Regions from separate parts of the Ovis aries genome. Here region 1 is linked to region 2. A link is a contact called in public Hi-C data. All regions are on one chromosome and are shown on one strand. The core of a region is the stretch at or near the end of the contact, and the rest is flanking DNA. Distances in the headings are between cores, read along the strand shown.

Region 1 (5,631 bases), core at 1,565-4,064, 180 kb before region 2:
AGTTGAACTAGAATGATATAAACCCATTTCCAAGGAGTATGCTTTGAGAAAGGATAACACCCAGATGTGAATACAAACAGGAACACGGAGAGGGCTGAGGGTGCATTTAGTCTTCTTGGGTGCATTCCCCTTCTATTTCGTCATCTCTTACTAAGCCATGAATTTAGCCTCAGAATATCTTAGTCTAGGAGGCCTACGTCTACAAAACTAATTACAATTAATAATAACCCAACAGTTTCACTTACTAAGTACAAATTAAGCACCAGGCTTAATTGCCTGACATAATATAGGTCAACAAAAATGTTTTAGGTAGATTTACAAATATATATTAGTTTACTATCCTTACCTCATCATTTTTCTCTTTAAAATAAACAAAGAAGCAAAGCCCACATACCCCATTTCAGGATTAAGCAAACAGCCATTTCTCTGAGCCAGTAACCATGCCAATGTGTATGTCAGCCAGTAGGGTTTGTGAAACTCACCATGCAGTTCACAGGGCCACATTTTGGAGAGGCTACATTTCAGTCCATTAAAATTTCCTATGCAAAAGAGCCTGCAGATATGGACACTCTTTTTTTTTTTTTAATTAAGAAAGAATCTGTTTTTATCATTATGGTAGGGAAATAAAACATGAAAACAACTGCAGTCAGTTCAAAACTGACTGTAAGTCACCTTAAAGCAAAACCATTTCTGGTGTCTCTCAAGCGTCTGGGTTAATGTGGCATATGAGAAAGCCTGACTAGCAGGTATAATTAAAGCATGAATCACAGGAATAAGTCATGAGTAACTCTGAAAATACTTACAGGGGAAAAGTCCATTATAAACACACCAAACTTTGGAGGTTAAATGATGGCGGGTGGGAGGAAAAATCCAAACTCTATATAAATGAACTGATGATGGGCTTGAGTGAAAACATGTTGATGGCATCAGTGCATTATTGGTCCAATGTTTGTGTGAGGCTCCGTAACACAGCATATTCTGCCTGGTGATAAATAGGTACTCATGCTTTCTATTCTGAGAACTGTTTGAGGTCAGGCACAATGCTTTGCTTTGTCTTTTATAAATCATTTCTCTGCCCAGATCCTAATAATGTATACAGTAGGCATAAAGCATGAGATTACATACATGAATGGGTAAATGGTAATGTATATCTTAGAATCTAGATTAAATCTGTCCTGACATATAAGACTTTTAAAGAAAAGGTGAAAATTGACATCCAACTTATGAAATGTTACATATCAAGGACTGTTGATGCATTTTGAAAGAATCAATCATAGGACTTTCATTTAATGATAAACAAGAAGAGATTATTATATTTTATCCTGTTTCATATCTCAGCAGTTGGCATTGGATTTAGTTGCTTGTAATAGCAACATGGCAAAAGTTGAAAGGGAACTATTTGTTTGGCCTAATTTTTTCTTTCAGGCTGTGCGATGAAAAGATGTAAAATCACCTCAGTAGAAAACCAGTCCCACTGCAGCTTGTATCACAACATTAACTGACAAATAACATTGTTGTCCTCCACCTCATCCCACCTTCCCAGAAGAGAAGTATTCAACTGACAGGTCAGCTACTAAAGGTTAAAATGACTCTAATCGTGACTGGCCATTCTGCCAATATTTGACGTCTAATGATGCAAACATGGATGGAAAGTTAAAGTTCAACTTCCTTGGCTAGGAAGAATTAAAATCAAAGCCATCAAATACACTGTTTACATCATCTTATCAGTCTTGGTTTAGTTTCCATGCTATTTTTAATGTTCATGTGCACTTAAAAAAATGAAACTAAAAGTCCTGACAGATTCTGAAACTTAATTGGGAAAAATGTAAAGCACCTTAACGGAATTTTCCCCATGATATGTAGAAGATTTTTTTTTAATAGATGGTTCAAATGGACAAAGCAATGAAAACATAGAAATTAAAAGCAGATCCTTAATAAAAAATAACTGAGTGCTCAGAAACCCTATAGATGATGGCAGGACTAGATGTAAAGCAGTAGTTTCTTTCGCTGTCATGGTTTTCAGAGAACGGAAATTTATTAGGTGAGCCTGTACCAGAGGAGAGGTAACTGCCTCTTGGTACGAATTAACTAGTCAATTGGAACTTCAGCCAACTTCCACAGTTTGAAAATCTCCATGCTTGTAGGGCAATTCCCTCCAGGTGAGGCGATCATAAAAGATATAGGACTGTGATGCAAATAGTTCCTCTTCTAGAGGAGGAACACCTAAGTCCGAGGTGCTTGTTTGTGAAATAAAAACGACCTAAAATCCTCCCTCCTTCACAGCAACTAGGAAAAACAACAACCATAAAACAGCCTTTGGGCCTCTGTAACTTTTCATTTAGAGTATTAAAAACAAACAAAAAACAAAAAACTTGACTCTCTAAGATCAAGGCAGTGAACGATGGGAAAGAGGAAAACATTTCACCCTGGAATATACATGCATTGCAGTGCAAACTCGAGAAGTAAAATCTAAGTAGCATCTTCAAAACCTGGCTTTAAACTTTAGGGAAAGTTAATGCTGGTTCAATTCGAGGGAGCGGGTGGTGAAGGACGGGCAAGCAGGCGTGTTGGGAGTGGGCGATCGTTCTGTGGTCCGGAGGACCCCGGAGTGTTACCGCGGGGTCAGCAGGAGCCCGGAGCCCCTAGGCAGCCGGAGTCACGCCCGAGAGCAGGCGGCGAGCGGAGCTGGGAGCGCAGAGCGGGCGGGGCGGGCAGAGGGCGGGGCGGCGCGGGCCGGGGGCGCGGCGGCAGGAGGAGGGTCTCGGAGCCGGGCCCGGCGGCCGGCGCGCTGAGCCTGCGTCCGGCGCGGGGGCGGGTTTAGGCGGCCCGGCCGGAGCGGCGGCTGGGCGCTGGCGGCTCCCGGCGCAGAGCGCTGTCGAGGGGGCCAAGCGGGCGGAGTTGCCGGGAGCGTTCCTTCGCCGCCCGAGCGCGTTCCTCGCCGGCCGAGAGCGTCCCTGCGCCGGCCGTGAGCGTCCCTGCGCCGGCCGTGAACCTCCCTGCGCCGGCCGCGGCCCGGGACCCCGCCGCCTCAGCGCTCGCGGCGACGATGCGCCCGGAGGACCGCGAGCTGAGCGGACCCGCCGCCCGTGCGTGCGCGCGCTTCCCCGCCGGCGAGGAAGCCTGAGCCCCGAGCCCGGCGCGGGAGGCGCGGGACCCGCTCCCCTTGCGCTCGCCCGCGCGGCCCGCCTCGCTCCCCGCGATCGCGCACCCCAGCGGCCGGCGGCGCTAGCCTGCTGTGCCCGCCCTGACCGCCGGCCCCGACCTGTTCCCGGCGGCCGTCTGCCGTGCTGCTGCCATGGGGCTGCCGACCCTGGAGTTCAGCGACTCCTACTTGGACAGCCCTGATTTCAGGGAGCGCCTGCAGTGTCACGAGATTGAGCTGGAGCGAACCAACAAGTTCATCAAGGAGCTTATTAAGGACGGCTCCCTGCTCATCGGGGCGCTGAGGAGTGAGTGCGGCCGGCGGGCGGACAGGGCGCGGGGACCAGGGGAGCCCCCGCGGGGTGGGGGGTCTCAGGGCTGGGTTGGAGGAAGCGGAGCTTCTTTTGTTTGAATGGGTTTGGGGACAGAAGCTGAAGAGCTCCCCTGCTGGTGGCCAGCAAAGTTTGTTCGGAGGTGTTCTTCACTTATTTACTTCCAAGGCTGCAGAGAAGCGAGCAGTCTCTGCTGGACCTCGGAGTGTATCCTGAGGAACGTTTTTCGGCATCTTTTTGTATAACGCTCCTGGAACAGTGTTGGGGACTGTTGTCATTTTTGTAACTTTATTCTGCCTAGTTTAAACGCTTGAAAAAAAAAAGCCCTTGAGGAAGGACTCAGGAGTTTATCTGAAGGATAAAAATGAAGCTAGTTTCTTTAGTGATATTAAAAGAAATGATTAAGTTCTTAGGTACATCAGCTACTCATCACTGCAATAAATCATTGCATTGGCACTTTATAGATTTGTAGCTTTGCAATTTAGTAAGATGAAGAGAGCATGGCACCAGTGGATTTTATCTCTTTTCAAGGTTTTTTTGTGTGTGTGTGTGTGCCTCTTAATTTTCGGTTTGCCTTGTAACTCTGGTGTGTTGAGTCCCTAGTGGCTAAAGACCAGTCAGAACTTCTGATGATCTATAGAAAGTAAAGACTGCCTCAATTTAGGAACTTTTCCCACCTCCTTTCCCACACACCTCCCGTTCAGATTTTCTGTGCTTCTTGCATTCTCTGAATCTTCACTTTCAGTTACTAGCACAAAGGAGAGTCTGGGGCTTCCCAGGTAGCTCAGTGGTAAAGAAATCGCCTTCCAATGCAGGAGACTCTGATTCGGTCCCTGAGTCTGGAAGATCCCCTGGAGAAGGAAATGGCAACCTACTCCAGTATTCTTGCCTGGAAATTCCCATGGACAGAGGACTACAGGCAGGCTACCTCCATGGGGTCCCAGAGAGTCTTAGTAAAAGAAACACTAGAGCTTCTCATAGAGAATTGACTGACTAAAGGATAAAGCTTTATAGGTTACTTTTCTGAGGACCTATTTGCTCTTTAATAGAAAGCCTCTGAAATGCAGCCCTGGAGGCCTCTTTTAGATGAGTGAGGTATTTTTGTTAAGGTGAAGAGGCCTTTGGTTGACATGGCAACCCCAGGATATAGGTAGGGGAAGCATTATTGTGTATGTCATTAACAACATTATGGAAGTGTGTGTATGCCTGAAACTAAGAGGACTTTAGCATCTGATCTCTATTTAGATGCATGTATTCATGGTAAAGATGAACCTTAGCAAAATGTCTTGAAATTAGTGTCTCCAAATCCTGTCCATTTAAACCATCCTAATTGCTAAAACATTTACTTATTACTTGTGTTAACTTAGCCAGGGTAAAGAAAATATGTTCTGTATCTACATTCACTTAATTTCTGAATTTGATGCTGCTACTGATAATGATGGTAATTACTGATTTGTGAAAAATATACGAGTTTCTCTGCAGTTTTGTCCCTCTTGTGTATACCAAAGGTGAATTTAGCTTCCATCTGATTTACAAAGCCCACTTGAGCCTCTGGACTAGCCTCTTTGCATCTTGGAGAGGATGATGCCTCTTTAAAAAGAGTTTCCCTCTCTCAGAGCACTGATTCTTGCTTGAGCTGCCAGATGGTCTACAAATGACATTTTCTCCTCGATCGGCCGGAGATCAATTCCAGTGCTTCAAATGTGGAAAACACTTCCATAGCTGTGGTAAAACCTCTGAAATGTACATCATTTTACTAGCAATCTTATTAACTGTATTATGATTGAATCTAGCCTTGCAACTATCAAGTGCTTCCTTTATAAGTTTGTTCTTCCATTTATAAGTGAGTATATCTCAAGAGTGTAAGTTTCTTGAACATACAGACCCTGCCTCACGAACTTGAACGTCTACACTTAAAATGCACAATCTGTCTTTCCAGGATTTGTGAGGAGAGTGCATTACATTAACATTTGGTTATTACTTTTCTTGTAGTGGAAAGAAAGCATTTATTAAAAGAATTTCCAGCATTAGCTGCCAAGCAGGACAGATCTGGAGCCGAGAAACCCTTGAAGTCATATGAGGGCACTTCTTTTTTTCCCAGCAAGCGACCTCTGTCCCTTGGGGAGGATGCTCTGGGGTTTGGCTACAGCTGCTAAAT
Region 2 (5,623 bases), core at 2,259-4,758:
TCCTCCACTCTTTCTGTGAGATTTGGGTTTTGAGTTCTAACTTACTTGGTAAAGAACCTGCCTGCCAATGCAGGAGATGCAGGAGATGTGGGTTTGATCCCTGGGTCTGGAAGATCCCCTGGAGAAGGAAATGGCAACCCGCTCCAGTATGCTTGCTCAGAAAAATCCTGTGGACAGAGAAGTCTGGTGGGCTACAGCCCATGGGGTCACACAGCTTGTCTGAGCATGAATGCGCATAACAATTAGAAAAACTGTGGGTTTACTGACTTAGAGAAATGCCTCTTGTGAGGTTGTGGAGAGCTAACTTTACCAGTATCTAGGAGTGAAACTCAGACTATCCCAAGACCACCTGCCATAGCTTTGTCCAAAAGGGTGGGCGGGAATAGGATAAGGGGTTGGGACAGGCAGCGAAGAGATACTTGCTTGTAATCCCAAGGACTCTGATCTGACTTCTCCAGTAGTAAATACCAGTGAGACAATGAGCCAGTCTTATCTCAGCCTGTTTATAGGTGTCTTCCACATTGATTGTGTTCAGTCTACTCAATATACGTACCTTTGTAATATTTTCACTTTGTGTGGATTTGATTATAATAGCCATCTCAACACGAAGTTGTTTTTGCAGTGAGCTACATCATCCATGCTTTATTTCTATAGATAGCTTGTTCTTTGTAGCCTTCTCAAACAGTTGATAGCAGAAAATCATTAAATCTCTTCAAAAGCATTAGTTGTTCAGTCATGTCCCACTCTTTGAGACTCCATGGACCATAGCCTGCCAGGCTCCTCTGTCCATGGAATTCTCTAGATAAGTATACTGAAGTGGATTGCCAGTTCCTTCTTCAGGGGATCTTCCTAACCCAGGGACTGAACCCAGGTCCCCTGCATGGCAGGCAGATTCTTTACCATCTGAGCTACCAGGGAAGCCCCAATCTCTTCAAAGCTCTGCAGTCTTTTAGAGCTTGTAGAGGTAGAGAATTATCTTCTCTTACATCCTGGTGGGATACGGTAATCTTTGATTTGTGATGAGCTGTGACTGGTACCAACAACAGTCAAGTTTAACCAAGACCTCGAAGGGGAAGAGAAAGTAAAAGTGTAAGAAGAATTACTTTTCAGATTTATTTTATTCCATCACTATTCACTTCCTTAGACAGACAAGTTATGGTAAGAGTCTCTGCAGTGGAAAACAAGCATTGAAAATTCCTATAGGATAGCTCTTAAAAATTCATGGTCTGTAGAAAATTATAATTCATGTGTACTTGGAGACAAAAAAAAAAAACAACCCAAACATGTTTGGATAATGATTCTTCTAACCACATAAAAACATTTTCTAGCCATTACTTTTGAGTGATTTATGAGCACTCCCTTGTGGCTGTTTATTAGAATCACTTGAAATAGCAAAAGAAAAGCAACAGGAAGCTGAATTGCCTGGTTTAATGTAGTACGCCCACGGTCAAAGTGTGTCTACCCAGTAAATGCAGTATTGTAATGTCTTATTACCCAATATTAGATTTGCTTCTCTGATACAGAAAATAAGCGAAAAAGCTGTGATTATTTTTGAATTTAAAAATGGACCAGTACTTACAAAAATAAGTTTTTTAAAACCAAGGTTTAGATAATGGTTAAAAATTATAAAATAGTTAACCCTTAATTACTGAAATATGAACTTTTCAAAAATTTATCTTATCAATATCTAGAGAGAGCATTAAAATTGCATTTGAATTTTTCCTAAAGCCTCTTAATGAGGTCATACAAAGTAACACATTCCAGAAATATTATGGAAGTTTGAATTTCCTGAACTCTGTGACTTGGTTCCATGCCCTACCCCCCACCCCATCCTCTAGTATTACCTTTTGGAAGGAGTTTTATCAAGCCCCCTGTGTAAATTTGAGGAGAAAGAGTTCCATGTGAGCCAGAATTTCATTTCTCTAGATTGCTTTTTAAATCTTGATAAAGTCACCAGTGTTGTACCCCAGATTCAGATTTTTAATTATGGTTTCTTAGCATTTTGTATGTTATTTTCCATTATTTTTCAGTTGTAACAGTAACCCTTTTAAACCTACCTAAATTTTAAATACCTTCTTTACTTCACACGTGGATTACATCAGAATTGGAGAATTTCATCCATGTGATCGACCAGTGTGTTGGGATAAAAGGCATTCGTCCCGTAGGGGGTGTTCAAAGCTGAGAGTCAGGAGCAGACAGTTGGGTTGTAAATCCACTTTGCGCCCTTTGAGTGTTGGCATTCCTATTTTGATCTCTTGAATTTAGATTCACATATTGTGAACAGCAGCCCATTGACTGCATACAAGAGAAGCATCATATGTCAGATGTAAAGCCACACATATGTTATTATGGTTTATGGAAAAATGTAGGTTCCTGTTATCTACCACTGCAGATAGGTACTCTGAAAAAGTTTCTGTTAAATTTATTTGGATTTCAATTTCTCCCTCTTGAATAACTACCTTTTAAATCATCTTGGAAATTCTCAGACCGCTGAGGATGGCTCTGAACTCAGTAGTTGACACTGTGAATTCTGTGATGAAACAAACATTTATTGAAAGCCTGCCATATGCCGAATCTATGCTTGTGATTTTTAAAATATGTGTATTTTTCCTTTGATTTTTATGAAATTCTTAAGAGATACAGAGATGAAGGCATTGAGTCTTAGCAGGTTAGGTGCTGAGATCCGAAATGGAACAGGGTCTAACTTCAGCATTCACATTCTTAATATATTCCAGATGATTGTTAGGTTTTGAACTTCATTACTCATATGAAATCAACTTTAATCTAGATATTGTGAAGGGCTTAGCATAGTACTTGGCATGCATTAAACACTCAACAAATCATATCTCTTGTTATCTCTATCACTCCATTGGATGTTTTTCTTCCCCTTCTTTTTTTTTTTTTTTTTCCTGTTTAGTACCTCTGGAACTTATGTTTTTATTCCCTAAGTTTCACATTAATAGAATGAGAGCAGGGGGAAGAAAGAAAAAAATTGAGCAAATCCAAAACAAAAGAAAGAGATGAAGAAATATGGACAAACTAGAGATAGGAAGTAATGCTTGCCCCACTGGGTGGTTGTTAATTATCACATTTGGCTCAAGTTTATATTCTCACGTTTTGTTTCATTCCCAGGCCATATTTACATAACAGCCAGAGAATAGTTGTGGCAGAGATTTAAACGATTGGGTATGAATGTGAGTGCTAGCGTCTTAGCATATGGATCCGCCATCCACTCTTTTGTCTGGTCTTTTCCCAATTAAAAAACATTTCATCCGTATTGACTAGTTCCATGTTTTGAAGTGGGATACTGTGCTATGATATTTCCGTGAATCTTTCATGGTATCAAAAGTAATAGGTCCAAAGTGAAATTCGTTGTCATTACTCTTTCTCTACCAGACATGCTCCCTGCCTCATTTACCCTAGTTCTTAAAGCTATGCTGGAGTTCCAGTGCCTGAGGCTGAAAACTTGGTGTCACCTTTGATTCCTCCGCCTCTGCAGTTCCATGCTACCCGTCTGTCAACACCACAGGCCTCTGACCTAGTTGTCTCTTCAAACTTGTGTTCTTCTCCCAGCCATTCACCTGGCATATCTTGTCCTTATCTCTTCATTCTCAAAGTATCCTGCATATTACTTCCTAGAACAAGTTTTTACATTAATCTTCTCTTTAGAAACCAGCAGTGATTCCATATTCAGGTAACTTTGCTTAGATTATGGGTATTCTTTCCTTATTGCAGTTAAATTTCCTAATAGTAATTACACACTTTTCTCCAGTTAGATAATGTCAGTAGCTAATAACACATGGAACCTGCCGTGTGCCAAAACTTTTCAACATACTTTGTATGCACTGTGCCATTTCCATTTTTAAAAAGGTAACTGAAGGCCTGTAACTTGGTTGGCACTCACAGTCAGGATGGACTGTTAATGAGCGTGTAGTAAATGCTTCTATTTTTCCCTGTGCTGAACCCCTCCCGCACCACCCCCCCACCCCCGCCTCATATTTGCGTAATTGTCTCTTGCCTTTTTTATGGTGATGCCTGTTCCTAGGATATTTTTTTCTCTTTGGTGTATCCAGTTCATATCCACTTCCTGTTTACCTCTATCCAATACTTCCTGTTCACTATCCAAATACCACCTTGACTTATTTAGTTCTCATGGATCTTTTCCGTTGTCAAAATTCTGATGTGTTTGGGATGAATTCTGCATAGTTAATCATGTAACTATTCTCAGTGTACTGTGATCAGTTTTGTCTCAAATTTTCCGAAAACTTTAGCAGGACTTTATGACATTAAATACTTGTTGAGTGAATATTTTTTCCCCCTTTTCACAAGTAGGCATCAACTTTCATGCCTTAGTTTTTTTTCCCTTCCCCATGTAGCTCAATAGTGTGCTCCGCACATATATAAGCACCTAGTGATTGAATGTGGGAGTGTCTAGGCCATCTGTCTTTTGTCACTGTCAAAGGAAAATACCTTCTCATAATGTGCACATAGATATCCTTCAACCAAAAGGGTAGTATAGAAGAATTGGATATGCAGGTGTATCAGGTATATCATTACAGATGGATATATGTCATATATGTTTATTTGGAGATATTAAAAGCTGTAAGTTTTGAGTACTTTCCGGATGTAAGGCACTGAACTAAGTGTTTCACATTCATTATCTTCATCCTTAAAATCAAGTTGTTAGGTGATACAGCTGGTGATCAGAATGTTTAAATAGCGATTCATAAGCTATGGAACTGTGTTGAAATCAGCCGTTCTTGATTTTAAATACATGTACTTAAGACTTGTGCTGCCTATCTTCTCATTCAGCCTCATTGTTTGAGTTTTCACCACTTGAGAACTATCTCTTTGTTTAAAATCATTGCCTTTAAATACATTAGGTCATGCTGGTTTCCAGCATAAAGCAAACATTCGGTAACTGTTGGCCTTTATTGTTGCTATTTTTCCAAATTACACTAAAGTGTCCATGACGCTGTCTTTCCTTATGTGAACTTTAAAGGCAGAATCCGTTATTTAATACCTCTGTAACATCTGGAGAAATATATATGTATGTGTTTCAATGTATTTGGAGTTTCACTAGGGCAAAGAGGATTTAGAGGGTGAGAATTAAAAGTGAGCTACTTTGCTACTGTTCCCAGTCATCTTTCTGTAGTAAAATGCCTGCCCAGTGTATCTGGATGAATGCCTGTCCGAGCTCACAAAAAGGGCTGTAGGTGACTGATGGCAGAGGTATCTGTGCTGGCTCTCAATGTCTTGGGAAGGATTTTGAGTATTGATCTACTTTGTATGTTTTCACAATAGAGGATTTTAGGTACTTTTTTCAAGAGGTCATCTCATTTTCCTACAATTGGAAAATGACAGAATCATGGGAAGCATTATTTAGTTTTTATTTTTGTGGTTACTGTCTTTGTGTGTTAGGTAGATTATGGAATTTAAGAAATACAGCTTGACTGGAGAATAACCAGTTTAGTGAAAATAATAGAAAGTAAAACCCATTTTTTGAAATTTTAAAATTGTGATATAATGTCAAACTTATTTGAAATTATAAGAATAATATAAGGAGCTCCTGTATATGTTTTAACCTATTTAAAATAGTGACTAATTTGAAAAAATAGATTTT

Evidence for each region. Hi-C and Micro-C count contacts between places; a contact is called where the count stands out from the background.
Region 1: a Hi-C map of liver shows a contact between it and region 2, with 6 times the contacts expected there. The contact joins the promoter of ARHGAP42 here to the enhancer-like site in region 2. A contact is called at or near these places in 4 of 16 Hi-C or Micro-C datasets (hypothalamus, liver, mixed tissues and 1 more).

What each region holds. Positions count from the first base shown.
Region 1 is chr15:8,006,752-8,012,382 of ARS-UI_Ramb_v3.0, reverse strand. ARHGAP42 (Rho GTPase activating protein 42) reads left to right here and starts at 2,814. Exons shown (of 24, transcript XM_004015979.6): 1 at 2,814-3,449. The coding sequence starts at 3,296.
Region 2 is chr15:7,823,051-7,828,673 of ARS-UI_Ramb_v3.0, reverse strand. The region is part of intron 3 of ARHGAP42 (Rho GTPase activating protein 42); the gene reads left to right. Among named protein-coding and RNA genes, the nearest start is that of ARHGAP42, 180 kb to the left of the region's middle. Within about 2 kb of position 3,508, at least 3 of the 54 cell types and tissues checked have an H3K27ac peak or open chromatin away from gene starts, as enhancers often do. A contact at or near this core is called in liver, where this site is marked.